3 separate regions of the Ovis aries genome follow, and all the other regions are linked to region 3. Evidence: chromatin contacts called from public Hi-C data. All regions are on one chromosome and are shown on one strand. Each heading gives the region's core, a stretch centred on a gene start, on an enhancer-like site or on the middle of the called end of the contact. The rest is flanking DNA. Distances are from core to core; before and after follow the strand shown.

Region 1 (4,523 bases), core at 1,951-4,450, 190 kb after region 3:
GAAACAGAGATTCTGTTAGTAAGTCACTCTTAAGAGCATGGGGTTGATGACTACTGGATCATTGTAGAGTACACTGATTAACTGCAATATATGCCCTTGAGTAACAAAAAAGTTGATATATTCATGGCAGATTGCTAGCTCCTAAAAAAGTAACAACTGTATGGTTTTTAATGTTTATTTCCTTCCACGCATAAACAAAGAATCTGCATAACACCTATCAGTGGTTCTCAAAATGTGGTCTGCATTCCTGGATGAGCATATGAGCAGTAGTTCTTGAGACCATTTTAAGGAGTACATGAGGTTGAAAGAATTTCATAAAAATACTAAGACATTCTCTACATTTTCACTTGGTTGACATCTGCACTGATGGCGAAAAGCAAAGGTAGATAAAACTTTAGGCACCTTAGAACATTAGAAAGATATGTGTAACACAGTGAGCCACAATTTTCAAAATGGTAAGTGTCTGATATTACAAAATCATGCATAGGTTAAAGATTCATTCAAATTGTAAGACAGACCCATGGATTTTAATGTAACAGTAAAAAAGGTACATTGATAGTTTCATATTTCACATTGCAACCATCCTTCAAAAACTACCACTTGTCAAACTCTGATGTGATATCAAAGAATATCCATGATTATCTTAAAAAGTCTATTAAAATACTTCTCTTTTTACAACTACACATGACGGGTGGGATTTTCTCAATTTTCTTAAACCAAAAAAACCAGTACAACAGAAAAAATGTGGAAAGAAGCAGATATAAGAATCCAGCCATCTTCTATTAAGTCATACATTTGTTTTGCAAAAGTATAAAACAGTGCCACTCCTTGGATGGTTCTCTTTTTTTTGAAAAAAAAAAAAAAAAAGCAAAACAGAAAGTAAGTGTTGATGAAGATGCAAAAAACTAGAACTCTTATGCTTTGCCAAAGGAGTGTAAAATGTATACTGTATAGTATAGTACAGTATAGTATACTGTAAAATGTATACAGTATAGCTGCTGTGGAAAATAGTATGCTGGTTCCTCAAAAATTAAACATAAAATTACCATCTGATTCAGTAATCCCCCTTCTAGGCACATATCCTGGAGAACTGAAAGTACACACTGAAACAGATATGTGTACACCAATGATCACAGCAGCATTATTCAAAATAGCCGAAAAGTAGAAACAACCCAATGTCCATGGATGGACAACTGGACAAATGTGGTATATCCGTACTACAGAATAATATTCTGCCTTAAAAAGGAGGGATATTCTGACACATGGATGAAGTTTAAAGACACACTGCTGAGTGAAATAAGCCAGTCACAGAAGAACACATATTCTAAGATTCCACTAGTATGAAGAACCTAAAATTGCTGAGTGAAATAAGCCAGTCACAGAAGAACACATATTCTAAGATTCCACTAGTATGAAGAACCTAAAATAGTCACATTCAAAGACAGAGAGAGAATAGTGATTACCAGAGACTAGAAGAGGGGATAATGAAAAGTTATTGTTTAATGCCCATGCAGAGTTTCAGTTTGGAATAATAAAAACGCTCTGGAGATGAATAGTGGCGATGGTTAGGTAACAATGTGAATGCACTTAACGCCACTGAATTATGCACTTAAAGATGATTAAAATGGTAAATTTTATTTATCTTTTACCACACACACACACACAAACCCAGGAAAAAAATCCACAATGTCACCCTTCTCAGTGATTTTTTTAGGAAAACATTTTGGAAAATAGTCATTTTTCATTAAAAATCTTAGGCATGTAACAAATGTAATACTGTTTAAAAAGAACTAATAAATACTTTTAAATCTCCCTGGTTTCATTTCTAATACAGTAAATATGGAAAGATATAACCCATATAAACAGAAGTTCTTAGGTCCTCAGTAATTTTTGAGTGGTAAAGAGATCCTCAGACTAAAAAGTTTGAGAATTACTGTCTTATATGAAATTTATTCTTTCTTCTTACACCTGTGTTACATTTCCTCATTTGCTGGTATAGCTTCATTTGACAGCTCTACCACCTACAGCCTGCAGACTAAAAGGACAGCTTGAAATATAGCCAAAATCATCACATGAACTCTTTATGATTATTTTAAGGTTCCCAATGCACCAAAACTATAAAGACTGATCAGCATAAGATGAGTGGCAACGTACAGCAGAAAACTGTTAAAAAGCTTACATGCTGATTGCTATGTTCTAAAGTGGTTTTATAAGGATCTTCCTTTTTCTGTTGGTTCTTCATTCGGATTTTCAGTTGAAAGCTAGATTTGGGAATGCGGGTGATAGTCGCATTGTTTCTGAAAACCACTCCATCCGTCGCAGCGGGAAAAAGAATTTCATTCTCTCACTCACCATCTTGCTACTAGTCTATTGCAGAGGGGTGTGGTTAGGCGCTAAGTAATCTATCCAAAACAGCGCTGAAGCTGCCCCTAACCGTGTCCAAGCAATCTTTTCCTCCATTTTGGGCCATGTCAATTAGCCCCGGCAAGAAGCAGAATGTTTTATACGGAAGAAGTAAATGAAAAGAAAATTAGAAAGCATGGACAGAAATAAGCAGCAAAATCATAGCGATTCCATTTTGCGTGGATGTTAAACGATCTGTGTGCCAACGATGCACACGAGGAGTAAATGAGAATTGTTATCTGAGTCTACAGCTGCCCTCACTTCTAACGACAGGTCTGCAGTTCCGGATGGGGGCGAAAGTCCAACGATTTTATCCCGATCATCTTTCTGCACTCCTTCGGGCCGGGCCTCTGATCAATCTGACTGCTTGCAGTCGAGGCAGTCCCAAACAAAGGGAATGGATGCCCTCCCGAGGGAGCACAGGAAGGAAAGGTGGCCCCACGTTCCCACGCCAGGTGTCCCTTGGGGTAGACCAAGAGGGCGGTGGGGAGGGAAGGTTCCAAGAGCGTCGTAGGGGTGCTGTTGGGAAAGGCTGGGCCCGGGGCGCCTGGCACTGACCAGGCAGAAGACCCCCGCCCACGGTCAAGGTTAACCCGCGCACGGGAGGTACCTGTGGAGGCCTCGCACAGCCAAAAGGCACTGGACGATCATGGGAGAGCCGGGAGGCGACGGGCTGCGGGCGCGTTGTCCTCCGGTCTGGGGGTGGGGGTGGCGGGGCGCCGGGAAGCGGTGCGGTGGCCTAGCGCAGGAGGCAACCGTGGCGGCGGCGGCCAGCTGGGCCTGAACCCTCCCACGTGCGGCAGCCCCACGCTGGCGCCCACTTCAGCCCCGCCCCGGCCCCGCCCCGGCCCCGCCCCATGCGTCTCGCACCGCCCCGGGGGCGGTTCTGGCGAGACGGCGGCCCGGAGCCAAGCGCAGCGAGGAGTGGGCTGAGGGGCGGCGGCGGTCTGGGAGCAGGGGAAGTTTGGGCCACCTCCGGCTGCGGTGCTGCGCTCCCGAGCCAGGCTGAAGCCCGGAGAACCAGGGGGCAAGTGGACACACTTACGGACGCTCTCGGGCCGCTGCCACCGTTTCGCATCCTCTTCCCTGGTAAGGGGCTTCTGTCTGGGGAAGGGTGCGTCTCCCGCCGCCCCAGTCCGGGCCTGCACGGCTCACCCGCAGCAAACGCTGTTGAGGCTAAGGCGAGGCCTGGGTAACGAAGGGAGGGAGAAGGAGGTCGATGTGCTCCGGGAAGAGGAATGGGGAGAAGCCTGGAGGAGGTTGGACTTCATTTTTGCCTCGCGTCCCCTCTCCCCCTCCCCGTTCTTTTTGCACCCTTCTGCCCTGGGTCCTAGGACTTGCAGCCCCGTGGCCTATAGGCTGGGCTCTCTTTTAAAATAAGCACCGAGCAGTAAACGTCCTCGCGGTGGGTACCACACCCTGGCTTTGAATAAGGGAACCTGGTGAGCAGATGGATGATGCGATTTAGTGGAAATAAGCCATTAATGCCGTCTGGCCCTGCGCCACTGTTTGGATGCGATAGTATTCCATGTGAATGAACATGACCTGGAGCTTCCAGTCTGTCCACGAGAGCACAGCTACTGCAGAGAGCATTGGTCGGCTTGTAGTATCCATCTACTTGGGCAATGATTATCTGACATGTCTGTTGATTGAATAGAAATGGCATTTTTATTAAAAATGACCCTCAATGGTTGAACAACCTTTGACTAATAAATTTCCTCATCCGGTAAACTGTCTCCACCTACGACTGTAAATTATGCATACATTTGAAAAAAATTTCATGAAATAAAGGAAGATGCCCTGCGTGGATCAGCTTCTGAGTCAGCAGTATGAAATCTCCCTCAAAATAGTACTAAAGCCTTTTGGGGATTTCTGTATCTGTACCCCTATGCTTATCTGGATACCTATCATATAAACTATTAAGATATAGTGAGCTGTTCAGTGAGAATCTAAGCTTATGTTGTACATGTTTTGAGAAAAAATTTACTTTTGCAAGTTTTAACATAACCTGATATTCCTAGGTGTAAATGAAAATGTCATACGTTACCATATCAATAATTTGTGCTCTGACTTTAAAAGAGTGAAAGTAATTCAGACTTTTGTTTTTGCTTTTTACCTTT
Region 2 (4,546 bases), core at 1,810-4,309, 170 kb before region 3:
GAAAAAAAGACAAAAATTTCTTAGCATTGTAAATAGGTTTTTAAGATGTATGAGATTCATTTGTACTAAACACTACTAAATTGCACTAAAATTAAAAGTCTGGATATTTGTCATCTAGCAGCACAAATAAGAATTTTTAATATTTACAATGAATGTCTACTCCAATTCTTATATGTTTAAATAGAAACTGAATTACGGCCTCATGCCAAAAAAAGAAAATTTAATTTAAAATCTGAATTTTCGTATTAGCAATTGCATCCTTAAAATGTAAATGAGAAACTATTCTTACATTCTATTAAAGAAATATAGTTCCAAATTTAAAACAAATCAATTTCTACTCAGCTTTCAAAGATTAATCATAAAATACCGTTTCCACAATACTGAAAAAAGAATTCTGTCTTCAAAACACCTACTACTATTGCATATTTATACATTTCAGCCCAAATTTGCAATAAGAATGTAAGGACTAGCTTATGACAACTTAACTACAGAGCAAACAGAAAACACACCACTAGGAAAGCATGTTAATACTTGTGAAAAACAGGAATAGGAACTGCAAATATAGAATAACTGGTCAAAGATTTTGCCTGGCCTAGATGTATTACATTTATGCTACAATTTTGCAAAATGCATTACAGCTGGTGACACAGTAACTCTGTTTCAATGCACTGTTTAAGTAACCAGCTTTTTTATTCTTTTACACTTTAAACTCCAAGCAACTAACACCTGATTTCAAAAAATAGCCCATTTTACTAAATGGCAGATAACTGGCAGCATATTGCCACCCAAACGCATTTTTCAACCATGTGAGTGGTGTTATGTTCACAATGAAGAATATTCTGTGATGTATTTCTTCTGCCCATAAGACACATTATCACAACCTTGAAAGCAAGGTTAGCTTACAAAGGTTTATCTACAAAATATTTTACTATTTGATTCCAATTTGTTCAGAATACAGCAACGCTCCAAACAGTTCTCAATTATTCAGAAATGTTCTAAGTGTTGAAATGAAGAGAAAGCTTAAAGCACTTTCAAAAGTTATGTAAGATAGCCAAAGCTATATATGTGATGACGAGTCAATAAAGATGTATGTGCACCCACTTATGAACTATTTTTGGCAAAACTGTATTACTGAATCTATTCATGTGGAAACAATTTATATAGCCAAGATGAATCATTTTACAACACAAATTACAAGACAAAATATCAATATCATGAAAAGCTTTTAAAAAGATGATTGGGGAAAAAGAGCCGTGTGAGGGGGCAGAGGGGGAGTAGTCCTAGATTAAAGAAAATAATCAAACGTACTGAGTGATCTCTTGATTATCTCTAAATCAGAAAAAGAAAATGGAGAAAAGGCGTCAGACTAATTGAAAAAATTTAGATGTTATATATTGTCAATATCAAATTTCTTGGATACATTAACAGTACTGTGGTAAAGTAGGTCATATACATAAGAGATTCTCATTTACTTGTTGAGGAGTGAATAGTCAAGGGATGAGGGTGGGTGTGTGCGTGTATGTATGTAAAAGTGGGTAGTGGGAGACAGAAATCTGTGGCTAACTATAAATACAGATGAAGGGAACATGGGAGTTATTCTTTCAGCATTTCTGTATGCATGAAATACTTTGAAACAAAAATGAGAAGAAAAACTTCAGTAAAATTTAAAAATCCAAACACCAACTTTTATCACTATCTATGCAGTAGCAATGCGGTATAGTTAGAGAAAACTAAAGGAAAATAGATTTACATGCATCACTATGAAATACCCCAAAAAAATCAAACAATTTTTTTAATAAGAGAAATCTTAGGCAACTACTATCCCTTTCCTCAAAAGATTTTGACAAAATGAACAAAACACTGAGAAATTTTCATATTCTGGACACTAGTTTTTAAAAGTTTATGCCCGTAAGAAAATAACCCTGAAACCTCTTACGAATTTTGTTAGCTGATATTACCGTACAAGGGAAATCTTACGTCAAAGTACACTACCTGGGAAGTGTATGAGAAGAGTGAATGCCATCCCAAATCTGGACTTCTATAAGTATACAGCAGGAATAATCCTGCACAGATTACTGTTTTTTTCTGAAAGGTTTAGGGCAGTGTGACCTTCTAGGAGGAAATTTTAATCCGACGCCAAAAGGGTGAACAGACATGAATCTTTTAACAACATGGATGGGCCCGGTTAGATTAACCTCTGAAGATGCTAAATTTGTGAACACAGGCCTAGGAACAACTATAACCCTAATTCTATTTGTCATCAGCCGCAGGCTTCCCTGTCAGCAACAACGGCCCGACACTGAGGCCCTAAGATCGGACAGTTTCTCAGGCGCAGTCTCCGCGCTTTTCCATTGCAAAAACCCCATCAGGCGCTCGCCATGAGGACTATTCCGGGCCCACCTGCGGCCATCTTAAGTTAGGGAAGAAAACGGGGGAGGCCCGGCACTGAATTCGAGGACTCAGCGACGACCACTGGCCGGGAGGCACGAAAAGGCAACCCCTCTACGTCCTTTGTAAGGATTCTGTGCAAACATTAACCTCCGAAAGTCGACTAACAAGGAAAACAGAAGCCGGGGGCTGGGGCCGCGGTGCCCCAATCAAACATGGGCACCAAGGGAACCCCGGTGGTCACGTGACGGGGCAGCGCGCCCCCGTCCGCGCTCTCCCCCTCGCCTGGGTTCCCGAGGTCTCGCTCGGGCCCGCACCCCTCCCCCAGTCGAGCTCGAGGACTTACTCGGGCGGGTAGAGCCGCAGCTCCTCGATTTCTCCTAGGAAGGAAAAAAGCGTCCGCATCTGCTCGCTCGTCACCGCAGAGGACAGATTTGTCACCTGAATCACTGCCGTAGGGGTGAGGCCGAAGCCTAAGCCCAAGCCGAAGCTGCCGGCGCTGTTCATCCTGATCCGCGCTGCCGCTGCCTCCCTCCCCAACGTCTACAGCGCGTCAGCGACGGAGCCGGGAAAGCGGAGATCGCGCGGCCGCGAGCGCGCTCCCGCTGGCGAATTCACGGCCACGGGCAGGTCTAGCCGCCCATTTCACAACTCCCCTGCTCTCCGGGCTGCGCGCGCCAGCCGGAAGCGTCGCCCTGGCAACCCGGAGGATCTCGCGAGGCTGCTGCCTGGGGCTTCCGGTTGTGTAAGGCTGTTGGTCCTGCTGCATTTCTCCCCGCCAAGATTTTGATTGAGGGTTTCCCCGGTTACGACTCCATCAAATTCTTGTGCTCCTGTAAACGCAAGAGACCCACCTCTTTCCAGTCTTTATAGTAGCTAAGACTGGGAAGTCAAGAGGCCTGCTGGTGCAAACCTGTTAAGAAGGGATGACTCTCGAGCATCGCAGTTAACTAACTTGGCTGAACTATAACGTGTCAGTATTACATTCACGCAGCTCCTCCTTCCCACCTATATAAAAAAACAAATTGACCGGCGTCCTAGTCATAGAAACACTTGGAAAGTTTTACGAAACATGTAAATTTAGACGGAATTAAGGAAGAAGGCAGTATGATGAAGGCCATGCGGTTGTCGTTTGTAACATTTTTTAGTTCATTCCGCAGGTATTAATAGTGTTATGTATCGGACAGACACGAACACATTAAGGACAGTTAAGAAGATCCACACAGACTTTGCAACCTAACGAGACACAAGTAACAGTAGTATGTGAAAATAGGGCAGCTGTTCCCAAAATGCCATCCGCAAAACCTGGAAGGTCCTCAGGGGCCTTTTCAGTGAATCTGTAAGGTCAAAAGCATCTTCACAATATGAAGACTTTATTTCCTTCACTTTGTTGAGAATTGCACTGATGGTGCAAAGCCAGCACCTTAGCAAAAATCAAGGCAGTGGTGTCAGACTGCACGACTACAGTGAGTCCCTCTACATACGAGCTTTTGAGTCACAAACTTTGAAAGATGCCAAGTGTCCCTGTATGCCAGGTACAGTGGCGGTACTACTACACTCTACAGGGTATTTTTTTGCGTGTTTATTAGTTTTTTATGTATTATTTGTGCATAAAGTATTATAAACCTCTTACAGTACAGTACTATATAGTCAGTTGCATTAGTTGGGTACCTAGGCTAACTTTGCTGGACTTATAAACAAATTGGACTTAAATGCTCTTAGAGTGGAACTTTTTCTTTATTGGGGGACTTACTTAGTGGAATTCAAGGACTTTCCTTTGGCTCAGAGGTTAAAGAATATGCCTACTATGTAGGAGATGCGGGTTCGATCTCTGGATCGGGAATATCCTCTGGAGGAGGAAATGGCAACCCACTCCAATATTTTTGCCTGAAAAACCCCATGGACAGAGGAGTCTGGCGGGTTCCAGTTCACAGGGTCATGAAGAGTCGGACACGACTGAGCGACTAACACTGTAGTGGTATTTTGTATTCACCTCCTTGCACTCATAGCATACACAATATATGATTTTTTAAAATAAGCTAGTTTAAGAATGCCCTTGACAGACTTCCCTAGTGGTCCGGTGGTTAATAATCCGTCTACCAATGCAGGGGACATGGGTCCCTGGTCAGGGGAAGATTCCATATGCTGTGGGGCAACA
Region 3 (4,418 bases), core at 1,647-4,146:
ATTTTCATGTCTTTCTTATAGTAAGGTGTTGTTTCTACCAGGAGCTCAATACCAATATCACTAAAATAGCTGAATTTTAGAGATTTACCAACAATACATATGAAATATCACTAATTATAGTTACCACTTTATTAAGAAAAAACATGCAATAAAAAATTTGCTTTCTGTATCTGAACCTCTGTAAGCTTTTAAGACACGAAAAAATTTGTAATAGTTTGTTCTCAAACATCAGGCAGACTTCCTAATATAATATTTGAATCCATTAGTTGAAAGATTAAGTTTATCACCATGGAAAACTCTTAAGTACCTTCAATAAGCAGTGCCATTCAGTGTGCATTTTGTTCAGACACCTTGGAATTACTCTAGATTTGCCAATTTAATCCAAGAAAACTCTTAGAATATTAAGAACATCCAAATTTTAAAGCCATTTTAAAATATTTTAATTATTTTTTTTAATCTTTTTAAACCACTGTCACATTTTAAACAAGATTTTGAAAAATATAGTTTGATAATAAATTAAAACCTAAAATTCATTTAAGTTAATTCAACACCAAACTAAGTCTGCATTTAAACATACTATTGCTCCCCCAAGGGAAAAAGAAAAATCAAGAACTGTATCTAAAAACAGGGATGTAAGTATTTTCCAGGGCTATAATACTTTTTATAAGTAAAATTTACTAATGCAGAGAAACATATTTGCAAAGTGATAGCTCTCTATAAAAGACTTGCTCTATTAAGGCTTTGTTGCTCTGAAGCCAAGTATAAACCATATAAGGAGACTGAAGTTCAATGCCATTTATTTTGTTCCCCTCTTTCAGCTGCCCAAGAATAACCTCTTTCGTTGCCTAATGATATGTTCCAAAATCATAAAGCAGATCAGTTAACTACTTTAAATTTCCTGATAAAGTTACTTTGACTTAACAGGAATTACCTGATGGTTCACAAATCTTAGCAACAATTTAAAAAAATTTTAAAGGCGTTCTAGAGATTAAGCTTTAGGGAAAAAATTCAAAAGAGATGAAAGATTGCCATTTTGAAATGTATTTGTGAAATAATTTGATCTAGTCCTTCATGACCTAACTTTTCTCTCCTTTGAACTAAAGAAAGCCAACTATTCTTTCTTGAGGTAGCATGGGCAATTAAACATACATTTATATTTAAGATATACCTACCAACTAAATACCATACTTATTTAATATTTATTCAAAAGCATAGTATAATCTTTCACCTCCCTTTACCACAAAAGTACAAACGGAAAAAAACCAACCTTAAAAAGACACATTAAAACACCACTGAAGAAACCGTTTCGTGTTTGCTCCGACCAAAACTGGTTTGATCTATAAAGACTACCGATTGGTTCAGAAGTGTTTGTATTTATGACTGACTGGTGGAATGTCTCCCATGCTTCAATAACCCCTGCCACCACCGTAGATACTCATCACCTCTGAGGCGGCCAAAACATTCGGGCCAACACAAAAATGTAAATACTGTACTATTCCAAAAGCACAGATGTTTATCACAATCACTGTGATGCCCATGAAAATTGTTGTAAGCGTTTTACTTTCCTTTCTCTGTGTCCTGTTCTGAACTGCACCTAAGTCCCAACAAACCAAACTACTTCACAGGTGTTTACGTGTGTTTTTAATCGTAACACTCTTTATCGACAATACTTCCTCCCTCCTTTTTCTTTCTACTCTCAGTAACAAGAAAAATCTAGCCGACAGTTGTTTTCAACTAATTAACCAAACAAGTATTATCAAGTTCTAAATGTCTGAAAGGAACAAGTTATTGAAGAAATCTATTTATTACCCACCTAGAAAAACGACTGAGAATGGCAAAGGTTTCTGTTTTATAAAACCCAATGAAATATATCCATAAAGACTGCTACTAAAAACAAATCTATATAGATACAATTAAACGCAAAGGCCAAGTAATCGGTAACCGTATAAACAAATGTGGCAGCCATCTCAGCAGCAGCAAATCGCTCCCCGCAGTGACCTAACTTTCTTCAAAACAAAAGTTGCCAGGTTCAGCAACTTAATGAATCAGAAACATACACAGGGTATATGTTCCAGGAATCTAAGACTTCTGGACCTTGTGCCAAACAAAGGCACTCTTCCTTCGGATTGCTTAAAACTTTTCGTCCCACCTCATTCTTACAACCTCTTCTAAAATAACCAAAGAGGGAGTAACATCTTACTATTCAGCACCTAAAACACTATCCCGTTCGACATCAGAAAAGGAGAATTTAGGGGAACTTGAGAAAAAAACCGAAAAACACTAAAGTTTCCTCTCTTTTCTGGCCCGGGAGCTTTGTGGCTCGTAGACACTTCTCGTGAAATTTACCTTTCGGTCGGGCAGTGTCTCAAGGCAGCTTTTTCAAGGCTTCGCCTGACATGATTTCCTTCCCTTCATTAGTCACTTCGGATCCAGCCCAATTTCACTCTCCGGTGAGAGCGGATGTGGAGTGGCCTCCCGCAGAAGGAAGAGTAGGTGGCTTTGGTGGGGGCTGGGACGCGCGGGCTGGTTTCCCGGTCTCGAGTTTTGCAGGAGTTTCCCAGCCCCAACTAGGATCTCCGCCGAAAAAAAAACTTTTCACTCGTGACACCGCCCGGAATTACCGTGCGAAACTCACTTCCTGCCTTGGCGAACAGCAGGATCCAGCTCGGTCCAGGGGAACCCGGAAAACCAGCTCCCGGCGCGCCGGGGAGGGGGAGGGGAGGGGGCGTCCGCCCCGAGCCTGGGACTCCGGGCGACCCGCGCGCCCCGATACCCGACGGCTGCCGAAGGCGGCCGGCGGGGGCGAAGACGTCGCCGCGGCGCTGGGAGAGCCGCGGTCGCGCTAGGCCGCCACCTCCTCCTCGCCGCCGCCCCCGGAGCCGGGCGGCGGGGTTATTGTCTCGATAGAGCCTGCCGCGCCCTTCGCCTGCGCCGCCGCCGCCGCCGCGGCCGCCCCGAGCCGGAGCCGAGGGGCCGGGCTGGCTCGATGGCGGCCCCCTCCCCGGGCCGTCCGTCGGGCTGTCCGTCCTTCCGTCCGTCCCTCCCCGCCTTCCCTCCTCGCCCTCGAGCCCTCTTCTCCTCCTCCTCCCGTTTTCCCGCCGCCGCCCCCTCGCGCCCCTCCTCGTTCTTCTTCCCAGGCGGCGGTGGCTCCCCCGGGAAGCGCAAAGGCTGAGGGCAGGCGGCGGCTTCGTCTCCTCAGGAGCTCGCGGGGCCGCGGCAGGGGCCGAGGCTGCGTCCCGCGCCGCCGCGCCACATTCACTCGAGCGAGAGACTGCGAGGGGCGGGGAGGGGAGGGAGGGAGCGGAGAGAAAGGAGGAGGAAGGGGGCTGGGGCGCTGGGGAGTCACTGCCTCACAGGCCGCGGCGGCAACAGCGCCACCGCCCCGGCGGCGAGGGGGGAAGAGCAGCGCGCGGCGGCGGCGGCTCCGCGGCGGGGGCGGGGCGGCCTCCCGCGGGCTTCGCCCCAACCGCCAACAGCCGGGCTGGAGGCCGGCGCGAGCCAGTCACCGCGCGCGGGGGCGGTGCGGGCCGACGTCTGCGGCGGGAGGCGGCGGGGGGCGGCGGGCCGGGGACCGGGGGGCGGGGCTGGTGGCCGCCGGGGGTTCGCTGGTGAGGCCCGCTGCAGCCCAGGCCTCAGAGGCCTGCTGCCGCTACCCGGCTGCCCAAGGTGGGGGACTCCGACGAAGTGGAGCCCGGCTTGCCCGGTGCCCAGCTTGGGAGACCGAGAGTCTCCAGGCCTCCTCCACCCCGGCCGATTGAGTTTCTTTGTACGACAGTGATCGGTTCAAGTCCAACCCCGATTTCAAGGCTGCAGGTATCTCTTTCAACTGCAGCACTCCAACTTCCTCTAATGGCACGCTCGGTTTGCAGGAAACCACAGCGGCAGCTCGGAGAAGCTTCCCACGCCGGCCCTTGCTCCGAGCTTGCTCGCTCAGCAACGCAGCTCCTCCGAGTCTCAGCCTCACACCGGTGGGGAGACAAAGCTGGCCCTGGGACGGGGGAAAATGGCCCGCGAAATTGCCTCAAGATAATGCCTTTGTTAGAGGAAATATTGGATACACTCCGATACGCGACGTAGGCTTCCAACCCTGGAGGTTTCGGTCGTGCAGTCGTTGAATTTCGCTGGCCCTAGTGATTCAGCCTGGCAGCGTTTGCGTTTATTGCGGAGAGAGCTGCTTAGGCATTCTATCAACACATATGGCATAAAACGCCTCAACCATAACATTGCACAGTTTTTGCAGTTACTGCCTTACATATGTTAACAGACAAGACGGCCTTGTTTTACCCCGAGAAGGAACGCAATAGATACAAAACAAACCATTCCCCGCCCCCAGTCTCTGCTGTACTTAACAGCGTACGAGGATGGTAATTAGTCTAACTCTGTGTCCCTGAAGTCATTGCTTCAGTTCTTCCTTCTGT

What was found. A called contact is a pair of places that touch in the nucleus more often than the background predicts.
Region 1: a Hi-C map of skin fibroblasts shows a contact between it and region 3, with 2.8 times the contacts expected there. The contact joins the promoter of NLN here to the promoter of ERBIN in region 3. A contact is called at or near these places in 2 of 16 Hi-C or Micro-C datasets (hypothalamus and skin fibroblasts).
Region 2: a Hi-C map of tail adipose tissue shows a contact between it and region 3, with 3 times the contacts expected there. The contact joins the promoter of SREK1 here to the promoter of ERBIN in region 3. A contact is called at or near these places in 2 of 16 Hi-C or Micro-C datasets (skin fibroblasts and tail adipose tissue).

Annotation. Positions count from the first base shown.
Region 1 is chr16:13,962,488-13,967,010 of ARS-UI_Ramb_v3.0, forward strand. NLN (neurolysin) reads right to left here and starts at 3,201. Exons shown (of 13, transcript XM_004016928.6): 1 at 3,014-3,201. The coding sequence starts at 3,054. SGTB (small glutamine rich tetratricopeptide repeat co-chaperone beta) reads left to right here and starts at 3,303. Exons shown (of 11, transcript XM_042233740.2): 1 at 3,303-3,492.
Region 2 is chr16:13,602,293-13,606,838 of ARS-UI_Ramb_v3.0, forward strand. SREK1 (splicing regulatory glutamic acid and lysine rich protein 1) reads right to left here and starts at 3,060. Exons shown (of 12, transcript XM_060400352.1): 1 at 2,735-3,060. The coding sequence starts at 2,895.
Region 3 is chr16:13,773,153-13,777,570 of ARS-UI_Ramb_v3.0, forward strand. ERBIN (erbb2 interacting protein) reads right to left here and starts at 2,897. Exons shown (of 25, transcript XM_060400383.1): 1 at 2,347-2,897.